Regions from separate parts of the Ovis aries genome. Here region 1 is linked to region 2. The links are chromatin contacts, called in public Hi-C maps. All regions are on one chromosome and are shown on one strand. The core of a region is the stretch at or near the end of the contact, and the rest is flanking DNA. Distances in the headings are between cores, read along the strand shown. Region 1 overlaps KLF3 (KLF transcription factor 3). Region 2 has its middle 260 kb from the start of TBC1D1.

Evidence for each region. Hi-C and Micro-C count contacts between places; a contact is called where the count stands out from the background.
Region 1: a Hi-C map of hypothalamus shows a contact between it and region 2, with 6 times the contacts expected there. The contact joins two enhancer-like sites. A contact is called at or near these places in 9 of 16 Hi-C or Micro-C datasets (blood, hypothalamus, liver and 4 more).

Annotation. Positions count from the first base shown.
Region 1 is chr6:58,651,419-58,657,454 of ARS-UI_Ramb_v3.0, reverse strand. The region is part of intron 1 of KLF3 (KLF transcription factor 3); the gene reads right to left. Among named protein-coding and RNA genes, the nearest start is that of KLF3, 7.6 kb to the right of the region's middle. Within about 2 kb of position 1,419, at least 33 of the 54 cell types and tissues checked have an H3K27ac peak or open chromatin away from gene starts, as enhancers often do. A contact at or near this core is called in hypothalamus, liver and tail adipose tissue, where this site is marked.
Region 2 is chr6:58,179,308-58,185,006 of ARS-UI_Ramb_v3.0, reverse strand. No RefSeq gene overlaps it. Among named protein-coding and RNA genes, the nearest start is that of TBC1D1, 260 kb to the right of the region's middle. Within about 2 kb of position 2,451, at least 33 of the 54 cell types and tissues checked have an H3K27ac peak or open chromatin away from gene starts, as enhancers often do. A contact at or near this core is called in hypothalamus, liver and tail adipose tissue, where this site is marked.

The DNA of each region.
Region 1 (6,036 bases), core at 170-2,669, 470 kb before region 2:
TATGCTTCTGACTTTTTTCAGCTGTCATAAGAAGGCTCAGATTTTTGTCAAGATGCACAACTGCATGTTTATGTCTTAAGAAGCTTTGGTGAATCACTTACATGAAGTTTCACAAGCAATTATAGTTCCCTCTCACATGGTCCTTTTCAGCCCTCCATGGGGCCTACTTGACAATTGCTTCATGAGGGTACAAATGAGCTGCAGAGCTTAGAAATACACACAGGGCTTAATGTAAGAGGTTATGCTGCCAGCCTCCTTTGAAAATGGCTTGCCTTGAAGCTATGGCACATTTTATTACAGAAACAACCTTATAAATAACTGCCCCTTCCTTAGAAGAATGGGGGAGGGGTGGGGAAGAAAGGGAAAGAGGAGGGAGGTGTGTGGCAGGGGATGGAGGGGGGTCTGGAGAGAGAATGTATCGAAATAAATTTCTTGGCGATCTATCAGGATTTGCTCTGACATTCTCCCTTCTCCTCTCCTGTCTAATGCACTCAAAGGGACCCTGGATCCTTCTCCCCAAGCCCAGCCTGACCCTAAGCTTCCAGACTATCTGCCTCCTTCAAAGCTGATCTTTTGTTTCCTAGCCGACCTCAGCCAGGTGTAAGGAGAAAAAAAGGATGGCCAAACCAGCACATCGTCTGTTAAGTGCCCCTTTCAACCCATCCAAGCCTCTGGGCTTTAAAGGAGGAAGCATGCTGCCTCCTTTCACCTCTCACTCCCAAAAGGAACTTCAGGGAAAAAATAAAAAAGACAAATTAAAAAAAATAAAGGTGCGTGGCTGAGTGTGTGTGTGTGTGAGAGAGATTCTTGGTCAGGAGGAGGACCAGGGTGGGCAGGTAACATTCCTAAACTTCCTCTCCAACTAAACTTTTCTTTCTTTACTTTTGTACCCTAACTCTTTCAAGAGCTCCAAGGAGTTGCGTATTTAATGGCAGCTGCTCTGGCCAGAAATCCAAGGGGCCGGGCAACAGATGGAAGTGGACATTTCTAAGTCGGAGCCTCCTTTCAGAGCAGCTGAACGCTGGCACCTACCTGGAAAGGCATCTCGTTTTCATGACACTCGCTGATTTTTCTCCTACCTCAGTCTTCTACTGTTGGTGTGAAAGGAAAAAAAAATTCCGTGGAACACTTCTAAATCTTTGCCCCTCATAAATTAGTTATTTTGCATCAAAATGTTTTGTAAATGGGAAAGAAGTTAATTATTTAGTTTCAGATTAAATATAATGATCCATGAGCAAACAATCCGCCCTCTCTCCTCTCTGGGCTAACAAGCCACCCAATTTTACTTTCCTGCCTCCACCCATCTGCTCCACCCTATGGAGAGTTGCCAAGGCAGTCCAACTTGTCCAAACAGGACATGGCTTCAGATAAGATTCTGCCCACACCCTGTACTTCGGAAAGACCAAGTGAAGCAATTGATTTTGCATGTAAATAAGGACAGGTGCAAAGGTAACAACCAAGTGAAGTCCCTCCACTTTTCCAGACTAGGGCCCAGCAGAGCAGGGGTGGGGGCGGGGAGACACAAACCCATATCCTTTAGGTGAACTCTCAAGTTCAGTGCCACTTAGTTAGTGGCCTACCACATCTTTCTTAAAGCAATTTTAGTGAACACTAGTCATTTTCCCTATTAAGGTTATGTACGCAGTTTTCCTCCCCATGCCGACAATTTTTGTTTTTTAGTTTTAAGGGCCAGCGACCCCAACTCGGTTGAAAAGCACCCCTAATGCATAATCCTGCTGTGCACATGGCTTACGCAGCCTGCCTTGGCCCTGAGTTTTCTCCTGTGATGTGTTATATAATCAAATCCAGAAGGGCTGTGTGAGGCCACTGCCTCTCCACCGGGCGCCCTATCGCTGGAGACCCACCCCACTCCACCCTGAGGGGCCTCCACCCATGGGGCCCCACCCTCGGAGTGCGAGGCTGGGAGGGACCAATTGGCTCCAGCCAGCTGCCAGTTCCTGGAAATTCCGGCCTGAGCAGCGATGGCTGGAACCTTGCAAATAACCAGAAAGAAGTGGCATTGCTTCCCCCAGCTCCTGAGGATGCTTCACTAAAAGCTTCACGGAACCTCTGGTTGCGCACACGTGAGCTGTTGCTGACCACTCCCTTCAGAAGCTAACAAACAGAAAGGCACTCTGCGCCACTGCTGTGTGAGAGAATTCAACATGCCCCACCCTAATCCTCCTTGTCCCCAAAAGGCTGCGCCCCACATCTGCCTTATCTCCTGGCCACTCACCTCATCTTTCAAGCTTTCCTCACCAACTTCTCTATTTCTACTACTGCCGTGGCCGGGCTCTCAAACCTCAAGACTGTGTTACAGGGTCTCCCCTCCATGGGACTCCTATGCCTGCCCCTTGGACCCTCCAAGCCATTCTGACCACTCCTCCCCCCCGCCGACCTGCCACTTGCCACGTATCACAAAGCCCTCTTCTCAGCGAGTCTTTTCCAAACTCCCAAACTTTCCTCCAAGGGACACCCTTAGGGCTTGGAGGGCAGGTTCAAGCACCATGGCTCAGCACCCCCTTTCCTACCAGCTGCTCCCCTGCTCCACCAAGAGCCCTCCAAGCCGACTGCCCAGTTTCTCCCTCCACCCAGCCCCCTCCCCAAAGCCTTTGTTCATTTTTGGCCCCGATGCTGGGCAACCAGAGTGGAATGCCCATCCCCTTCCGGCTTATCTAAATCCTCCTAATTCTTCAAAGACCAGCTCAAGGCCCTCCCCACTCAGTGCAGCCAGCTGATTGCTCCTGGGCCCATCTGAGGCAGCCTCCTCTTACCTAGATAGGTGGGCCTTTCTACCTTTCAAATAGGCTGTCCAAGACCACCACCAGGATGGGCAGCACCTGAGCATGGGCTTACTTCACAGCTCCTTAGAGGGGTTCCCTTCCTGCTCCCCAACGGAGATCAGGCACACCCACTAAGTCAAGGTTTTGCCAGGCATAAGGAGTGGATATAAAAGCCCTGAGCTATAGGAGTCTCAGTCACTTCCCTTTCTCTTTAAATGCACTTGAAAATCTCCCTTAAAAAAGTAACATGAGTGAGGGGGCGAGGGGGCCTAACTTAAAGGAAATCTATTAAATGAAACTTCCTCAAAAAACCTATTGCTCCTAACAATAACCCTTTGCTTTTTATTACTCACCCAGAGAGCTCTTCTAAACAAGTCTAGTGTCAAGGTCTCGATTTTAAAACCTAAATTAAGGGCGGGGGTGGGGTGGGGGGGGGGGGGGTGGGGTGGAGGACAGTGAGAGAGAAAAGAATGTAGTGACTTGAAGTGTGTGTGCGCACGTGTGTGTGTGCATGTGTGTTAACAAACATTAGGTTGTTTTGTTTCAATGCTACTTCTATGGACCAAGGAAATCCAGGAGCTCAGTGATGTCACAGGTTTCCTACTGATTATCACCACCTTCACAACAGCACTCTCCAGGTCCCATTCTTTACAAGGACTGTGTCATTTCATGCCTACGATACGGGGAGGTACTACCTTCTCATTTTACTGCTGAAACAGAGAGGTAAAGTCATCTGCCCAAGATCACACAGCTGTTAGAGGGGTAGAGCTGGGATACAAACCCAAAGCAGTCTGATTTCAGGGCTGGTGGTGACTTGGTTCTCACTTCCACTGCCTCCTGCAACAGGGCACGACCCACAGCTAGAGTGGAATGGAGAGTTCTGCAGGCAGGTCCGGTCCATTGTGGATCCAGAGCCAGGGGCAGTGGATGTATGGCAGTGGCGACCTCAACTCCTGCCCGCTGGCCCCTGCTGCCTCCCCCTCTCTGAGTGGAGGCTTGGATGCAACATCAAAAGACGGCGTGTGAAGGCCCCGATTTAGGCAAACTATTCTTCCTGGCCAATGCACCTGCAATTGGTCCATAAAACTGCTCAGAAAAAATTGGCAGCTTCACCCAAGTAAATACGGAAATCCTCATAATAACTGTACAAAGGTGGAAGGGTCAGGTCCTCATCCCCATTTTAGAAATGAGGAAATGAAGGAACAGAGGTGAAATGACTCGCCCAAATTCGCCGAGCTGGTGGGAGCTGCAGCCAAGAACAGAAGTGTGTCTGCTGCAGACCCAGGCCTCTTTCTGTTCTTCTGCTCCACTCTGTGCTGTGGGACCCACTTTGAAGTCAAATCATCTTATACTTGGGCATTCCCCCAGGGACGGCGGGGTGTGGGATTTGTGTGCTGCCGCACTGGTCCATGGGAGGCAGTGCCATGGGGAGGTTCTGGCTGGCAATTATGATTTCAAAATGACTTTTCAGGTTAGATCACTTGGGACCTACTCCATCCTTGTGGCATAGCTGAGAATAATGACCGCACGCAATCTGAGATTAGCTCTAATGAGTAGGTGCTCAATAAATACTTGTGGGATGAATACATGAATGGATGTCAAACTACCTTTCTCACATGCTAGGATGAAATGAAGGGCAAGGGCCTAAGAGTGACTGTACCTCAGGTGTCACACAAGGAAAATCTGCCCAGGGGCCAGTGGTACTAGTCTAAAAATCATCTTCTGAAACACAAAGTAAATGTGAAAACCGTCGCTTGGGAGACAAAACACCCTTGCTTGAAGAACTGGAATAGGAACTCGAACTTACTCATGAAAGCGGTTCTGGGGCTCAAAGCTTTGTAAGGGACCAGGGCGTATAGTGCAAGAAACAGATAAAGGAGGGGATTTCAGTGATCAGACTTAGAGGACAGTAGTTAAGAGAACTAAGCTAGTTCTAGTTCTCTAGTTCTCTTAACTAGAGCATATGGGCCAAAGGAGAAAAACCCCACACTGGACCACTGGTCGCTCTCCTGGGTAGAAGGCACTGACCTCAGTGTCCGCTGGATCTCTTCTGTCTGGATTTGGCCAAACTCCACTGATCTGGTCTGAGACTAGCTCCAGGCCATCCCTGGAAAGCCCCAGGCCTTCCAGAGATTGGCCACCATCTTGGACATGTCCCAGATTAAGCTGGTCCTCCTGAAAGGGGGCTGCTTCTCAAGGGAGCACCCCTTTCCCAGGAGAGGGTAACAGTGAAACCCAGGGTTACATAGAAGCTGAAGGGCCATGTAAGTGACTACATTTAGTCTCCGGCTCCCCTTAATAATGAGATTGGGGAAATGGTATTCAACCTGCCAACACAATGGAATGAGTTTCCAATCGCTCTAGGAACCTGCTTTGTTAGAGAAAGGACCTTACTATTTATTAAATACTCTGCCCAACAGACACAAAATATACTAATAGTTTTTTCTAATGTGCCATTAAACTATGGTGACAATCCAGAGAAAGCAGAGCCAGTTTTTGCTTTGGGAGAAAACAGTCTTGGTTCTGGTTGAGAAACTGCGTTTGTAGCATTCTATCTCTTTTATTGCTACTCAATTTCAAGGAAGGAGAGTTGAGGGGGAAGCAGGGCTCCCTCCCTTAGACAATGCCCTCCCTTATCAGGGCAGACTGCCGTCTGGTTTCCTGTCTCCAGCGCCGGCATCACTGTTTGAGATGAGAAACCGGGTCTAATAAGGGGACAGATCAAGCTTGAAAATGAGAACGCTAGAAGTCACCACAATCCCTTCTTTCCAACTCACTCCAACATGAATTCTGGCTGGAATACTACCAGATACCAATTGTTTTATGACTCCAGGGATTTTCTTTTTTAAAGTTAGCATCATAGATAACTGAAGCACTTCAGAAAGAAACCCAATTTTCAGAATAATGTAATTTCTGGTACTTAAAGGGCTAGGTTGCTTTTATTTATTTTTCTTAAACACAACCGGGTGTGAAAACAGAGTAAGAAATGCCACTTTAAGATAGCTGTTCATTTTATAGCAAAAATGTTGATTTGCACGCACGAAGAAGGCAAATATCTAAAGAAGGGGATGGAGGTAGATGATTTACATGGCTTAGAGACTACCTTCTCTACGTAGACCTTCCACCCCCGACCCACCACTTTTTCTGATGATTATAACAACTATCAGATTGGTACAATTTTCCCTAATTGTTTAGCTTACATTTAAAAGCTTGCAGAATACTTCCTGATAGAATAATATTAGATTCTAATCAT
Region 2 (5,699 bases), core at 1,202-3,701:
TCAGTCGTGTTTGACTCTTTGCAACCCCATGGACTGCAGCCTGCCAGTATCCTCTGTCAGGGATTCTCCAGAGAAGAATACTGGAATGGGTTGCCATATCCTCCTCCAAGGTATGTTCCCAACCCGGGGATTGAACCCAGGTCTCCCGCATTGCAGGCAGATTCTTCACCATCTGAGCCACCAGGGAAGCCTGACCCAGTACTGCTGCTGCTGCTAAGTCACTTCAGTCGTGTCTGACTCCATGCGACCCCATAGACAGCAGCCCACCAGGCTCCGCCGTCCCTGGGATTCTCCAGGCAAGAACACTGGAGTGGGTTGCCATTGCCTTCTCCAATACATGAAAGTGAAAAGTGAAAGTGAAGTCGCTCAGTCGTGTCCGACTGCAGCCCACCAGGCTCCTCCGTCCACAGGATTTTCCAGGCAAGAGTACTGAGTTTCCCTAAATCTAAATTTGTGTGTGTGTGTGTGTTCAGTCATGTATAACTCTTTGCGACCCCATAGACTGTAGCCCACCAGGATCTCTATCCATGAAATTTTCCAGGCAAGAAACACTGGAGGGGGTTGCCATATCCTATTCCAGGGCATCTTCCTGACCCAGGGATCAAACCCGAGTCTCTTGCATCTCCTACATTGGCAGGGGGATTCTTTACCACTGTGTCACCTGGGAAGCCCCAAACCTAAATTTACATGTCTGTAAAATTGGTTTGATTACCTCTCTGGTTGGTTTCCAGGCATAAATGAATGAATGCATGTAAAGTACTTATTAAAGTAACTGCCATGAAGTAAGCTTCAATAAGAAGGAACCATCACTGATTTATTTCATTCTTAGTGGAGAACAGTTCATCTGGGGGCATCTTTGAGAGGTCAGGATTTCAGAACTGCAGGGAGACACAGTGGTTTCATGGGAAGGCTCTGATATACCTATGTGTAAATGGATACTTTCTGCAACAATGCACAGCTTAAGTGGGACCTGTCACCTGGTGGTCAGACGTTTCCCAGGTCTTGAGGGTGAGACAGTACTGCCAGAGAACCCAGTTTGATTTCCTGGTTCAAAAATCACACCTGTGAAACTCGATCCAGGTGGGAAATTCTTCTGGCTGCTTCTGCTCAAGCCATGGTTCCTTATCAAGTTATGTCTCTGGGTCACTCTGAGGTCATCTTTTAAATTAATGTGACAGACAAGGAAGGCCACAAAACCTCGCTGCTTAGCCTTCGCCTACAAGTCCATCGCAGCAGCGAGTTGACTGAACACGCACTTGGTACTAGTAGCCTTTTGGTCATCAGTTTCTTTAATCCTCCAGCAAGCCTCCAACAACCCTCCATCAGGGCAGCTGCAGTAATCCCCCTTTAAAGATGAACCATCTCAGGCTTGCAGTGTCCAAGGTCACAGCTGGCAAGTGGAGCAACACTGCAGGTAAGTAGGGAGCTCTTGCCACCCGGCCATGCTTCACAGAAAACCATTCGTCCTGTTCTGCTCTCCCGTGCCACGTGTGTCAATACTGCATCTGAGAACAGAAAGAGGTTTGAAATTCTCATTTTCCTCGCTTGCTAAAGAGAAGCACAGCCTGTTATAAGGCTCTACCTTGCTCTGGCTCTCCAGATTCTTCCTCCAATCCTCTTTATAGAGCACCTCCCTTTACCCCCACAATACCTGCTCGGGATTCTTCCTGGCCCTTCAAAAAACAACTGGCAAAAAGCAACTAGCTTGAATCCCTTTAGTTTGGCTAAGACGCCCCTTTTCAGGGGACCTGGTTGGAGCAAGAGTGCCACCTGCTGGAATGTCTGAGTCACTGCCAACACATGTTCCTTGGGCCAACGTGGGCCGGCAGGCGGAGAGGCTTAAGCCTGGCCAAGGAATCAATCAGTGTTCACAGAAACACCTCAGCAGCGTCCAGGCATCAACTTACTGACACTCAGTGTTTAGTTGTTCAGTGGTATCTGACTCTTTTGTGACCCCGCCAGGCTCCTCTGTCCATGGGATTTCTCAGGCAAGAACACGGGAGTGGGTCGCCATTCCCTTCTCCAGGAGATTCTTCCCCACCCAAGGACTGAACCCGTGTTTCCTGCAGTTGGCAGGCAGGTTTTTTTACCACTGAGCTACCAGGGAAGCCCAGATACTGACACTCAAGGTCTTATTCAAATACAAGTTTGGGACTTTAAGGCTGTGCAGTTCTTGTTTCCAAATAGGGGCTGGGATGAGGGTGGGGCAAGAGGGGCAGGGCCATGCAAGTACAGTACATCCCATCTTTGCGGAAAATTGTGAAACTGTATTCATCATGGATTTTTGCATCTATTTTGACTTTTTAAAGTGCATTAAAATATTACATATCTCGTTACTGAATTGTTTGGCACCCTCTCCTTTATGATTTACACCCACTGCAAAGGTTTCATTTGCCTCATGCTAGTATCGGCCCTGCTGAAGCCTTCTGCAAAAGGATTCAGTTTCCTTTCCGAGCTCTGTCTGTAGGTGAACTACACTCAAAGAGTCTCTAAGCTGAACGCCCACATCAGGGCCAGTCCCCGTGCAGCTCTGTGTCCACACTAGGCTTTTCCAATCCCCAGATCCACAGTCTGAGGTCAGGTGGGGTTGCGGGCAGTTCTTTATCTGTAGTGTGTGGGAGGGTTTCGAATGGGGGATGGTTCTCAAAACACTTGAAATTTTGTGGAAAACTATGCATTTTCTGGGGAGATGGCTTATCACCCTCCTTCATTCTCCAAGGAGGCTTGACCCCATAAAGGATAAGACTCACAACAGCCTTCATCAAAGAGTCTATGCAGGAAAAAGCAACAAGAAATGTCTTCCCACATCTGCCCTGGTAAAATGAATGTCAATCACCTGATCTGTGGTCTATAAACAGTGTTGGGAGACCCTGATACAAAGATTCAAGGGTTCTCAGAGTTTGGAGAAAGGAAAAATTCCTTTCTTGAGAAACTGGAATCTCAGCTGCATGCTGAGAACTGGATAGTCCACGTTGCCCTCTTTAGTTTTCACTCCCTGCTCTGAAAACCTCTCAACCTTGCCATTGTTCTCAGGCAAAGCTCTTTTGCAAGCTCCAGACTCTTCCACCCTCCTGGCATCCTTAACCCATCCTTCAAGATCAACTTTCTCCTCATTCTCAGGCAGGGCTAGGCTCTTACACATTCCCGTTAACCTGCAGATGACTTTTCTAGATTGATTTGCATATTGATCTACCTTGCCCACAAGGTTGTGAGTCCCAGAGGGCAGGAATCCAGTCTTGTTTGTTTCCATACCCCCAGTTCTTGGCAGAGTCAGTGTGTTAAAAAAAAAAAAAAAAGTTAGATGGATGAATAAATAAATAGATCTGTGAATGAATGAACAACACATGCCCTCGCCCAAGCCTTCTTGTGCTGGATGAGGAAAGTGAGACTCCCATAGACACTAGAAGGTCAGTGGGCCTTAGCCGAGCAGGGGCTCCCCCAGGAGCCCCACCAAGACCAGCTGCAGGCCACCCCACCCCCACACCCCAGCTGTGCACTGAGGTCAGAGCCCTTAGCAGTCACTCTAGAGCCAGCCACTTGCCCTGCTTTTCCTTCCTTTTGCTGCTCCTGGTTCAGAGCATGAAGTAGGAAGACAACTAACCAGGGGAATTCAGAGATGAGGAAGCGATCCCTGCAGTGGCCAGCTGTCCCCTTTACAGGGTCTGGAAAACCCGAATCTTCTCCGTGGTTCTCTGCCTTCCCATAGTGAAGACCTAAATGAAAAAACTATTTGACACTTTCAAACTTACTTCAACAGAAGGGGACAGAGTCACATTTCTTGCCCAGAAATACATTGTCCATGAACCTAAACAGCTCGTTTTCCTCTGCTCCCTTTCACCGGAATTAGATTCATCAGAAGTCTGATAAAATCTCTGGACGGATGAGCATCCCAAGCACGGCTGATCCCGACACTGTTCAGAAACTGGAGAGAGAGCTGGGAGGAGGGCGGCCACACCAGCTGCTTCTGCTCCTGCTCTGAAGGCGGACAGGCCTCCCAGGAAAAGCCTGGGCCCAAGCACAGCTGTGGTCGTTACTGAATCTGCAGGCTTGCCACAGACTAGAGAAAAGCTTCAAACAACAGAGCAGACCTTCCCGTGGTCCGCTGAACGGGGCTGGCTTCTCCTTGTGTTTTTATTCCTTCTGGTGGTGATCGCCCCCGCCCACACACAGGGCTTCCTCAGCTCAGGCTGCCTTCCTCAGAGAGCCACAGGAGACCCCTGTAGCCCCCCTACCCCACCCCACATTCTCCCCCAAGAGCTCTCCTCAATGAAACCAAAAAACAAAAAATTCTTTAATACAGGTAAATCCGGAAAGTGTTTCCCTGGTGGCTCAGATGGTAAAGAACCCACCTGCCAATGCGGGAGACCCAGGTTCGATCCCTGGGTGGGGAAGATCCTCTGGGGAAGGAAATGGCAACCCACTCCAGTATTCTTGCTGGGAAATCCCATGGACAGAGGAGGCTGGTGGCCTACAGTCCATGGGGTCACAAAGAGTCAGACAATACTGAGCAATTAAACAACAACAACAATCCAGAAAACACTCTGGGTCTTGAGTCATGACTTTGTAAGCAGCCATTGGGACCTTCTCTCGTCCACTTCTCAGAATCACTGGTCCCTTCTCCGAAGAACACAAAAGCCCACACAGGAAAAGGGAGGGCTGTCCCAAACTTACAGCTGGGAAAAGGGAAATCGTTACTGTTTGTCCTCAAATGTTCACCGGTTCCAAACTCCCCACCTCTTCCTGAAGTCGGGTAGAAACCAGCCACTTGTTCCAACCCCAAGGTTCTCTGTCCTGTGTCTTTTCTGTTGCCCTAGATCTTAGATCTCTTTCTGTTCCCTTTTGTACCTACTAAGTAAGTAATAAATATTGATTGACCGATAGTAGCCTAGAAAGCCTAAAGCCAATGTAAAACCAAGGGCATTTTTATAAAAATAGAAACCATTTAGGAAGTGTTGCTATCAACCAGGCTCTTTATTTAATATTTAATCCTCCCTGCCATCCTGTAAGATGTGTTTTTATTCCATTTTTCAGGTGAGAAACGGAGGCTTGGAAGGATTCTGGGGGTGCAAACAGCTTTTCAGGGGTGGAATTAAGATTCCAAGACTGACCTGCAAAGCTTTGCCTTCCATCACTCTAGAGTTTCCAGTGTTTCAACAGATGGCCCAGGGAAGTTTTCATTCACTATCACAAAGGACCCAAGGGATCAGGTACGCTAAGTCATTTCAGCTGTGTCCAATTCTTTGCGACTCTATGGACTTTTGGCCTCCAGGCTCCTCTCTCCCTGGGATTCTCCAGGCAAGATTAGTGGAGTGGGTTGCCATGCCCTCCTCCAGGGGATCTTCCCGACCCAGGGATCAAACTCACATCTCTTATGTCTCCTGCATTGGCAGGCAGGATCTTTACCACTAGTGCCACCAAGGGATCAGGATGCTGCGAAAAATGCAGCCAGGCCCAGAGCAGGGGGGCTTCCTGTGTGCTAGAGGTGTCATTGCTTTTCCTGGCAGAGCTACAGTTACTGCCCAGAACAAGCCCTCTTTCCTACGGTTCTGCCATTCCCTCCTAACCAGGCCCAGCTCTTCTCACTCCGGTCCACCTTGGGTGGGTATCAGGCCAATCCTTCCTTTGTCTCCTTCATCTAACTGGCCCTGGGCTGGGAGCATGGTGCACTCTGAACCTATTCCAGCACTGTCTACTCTGGA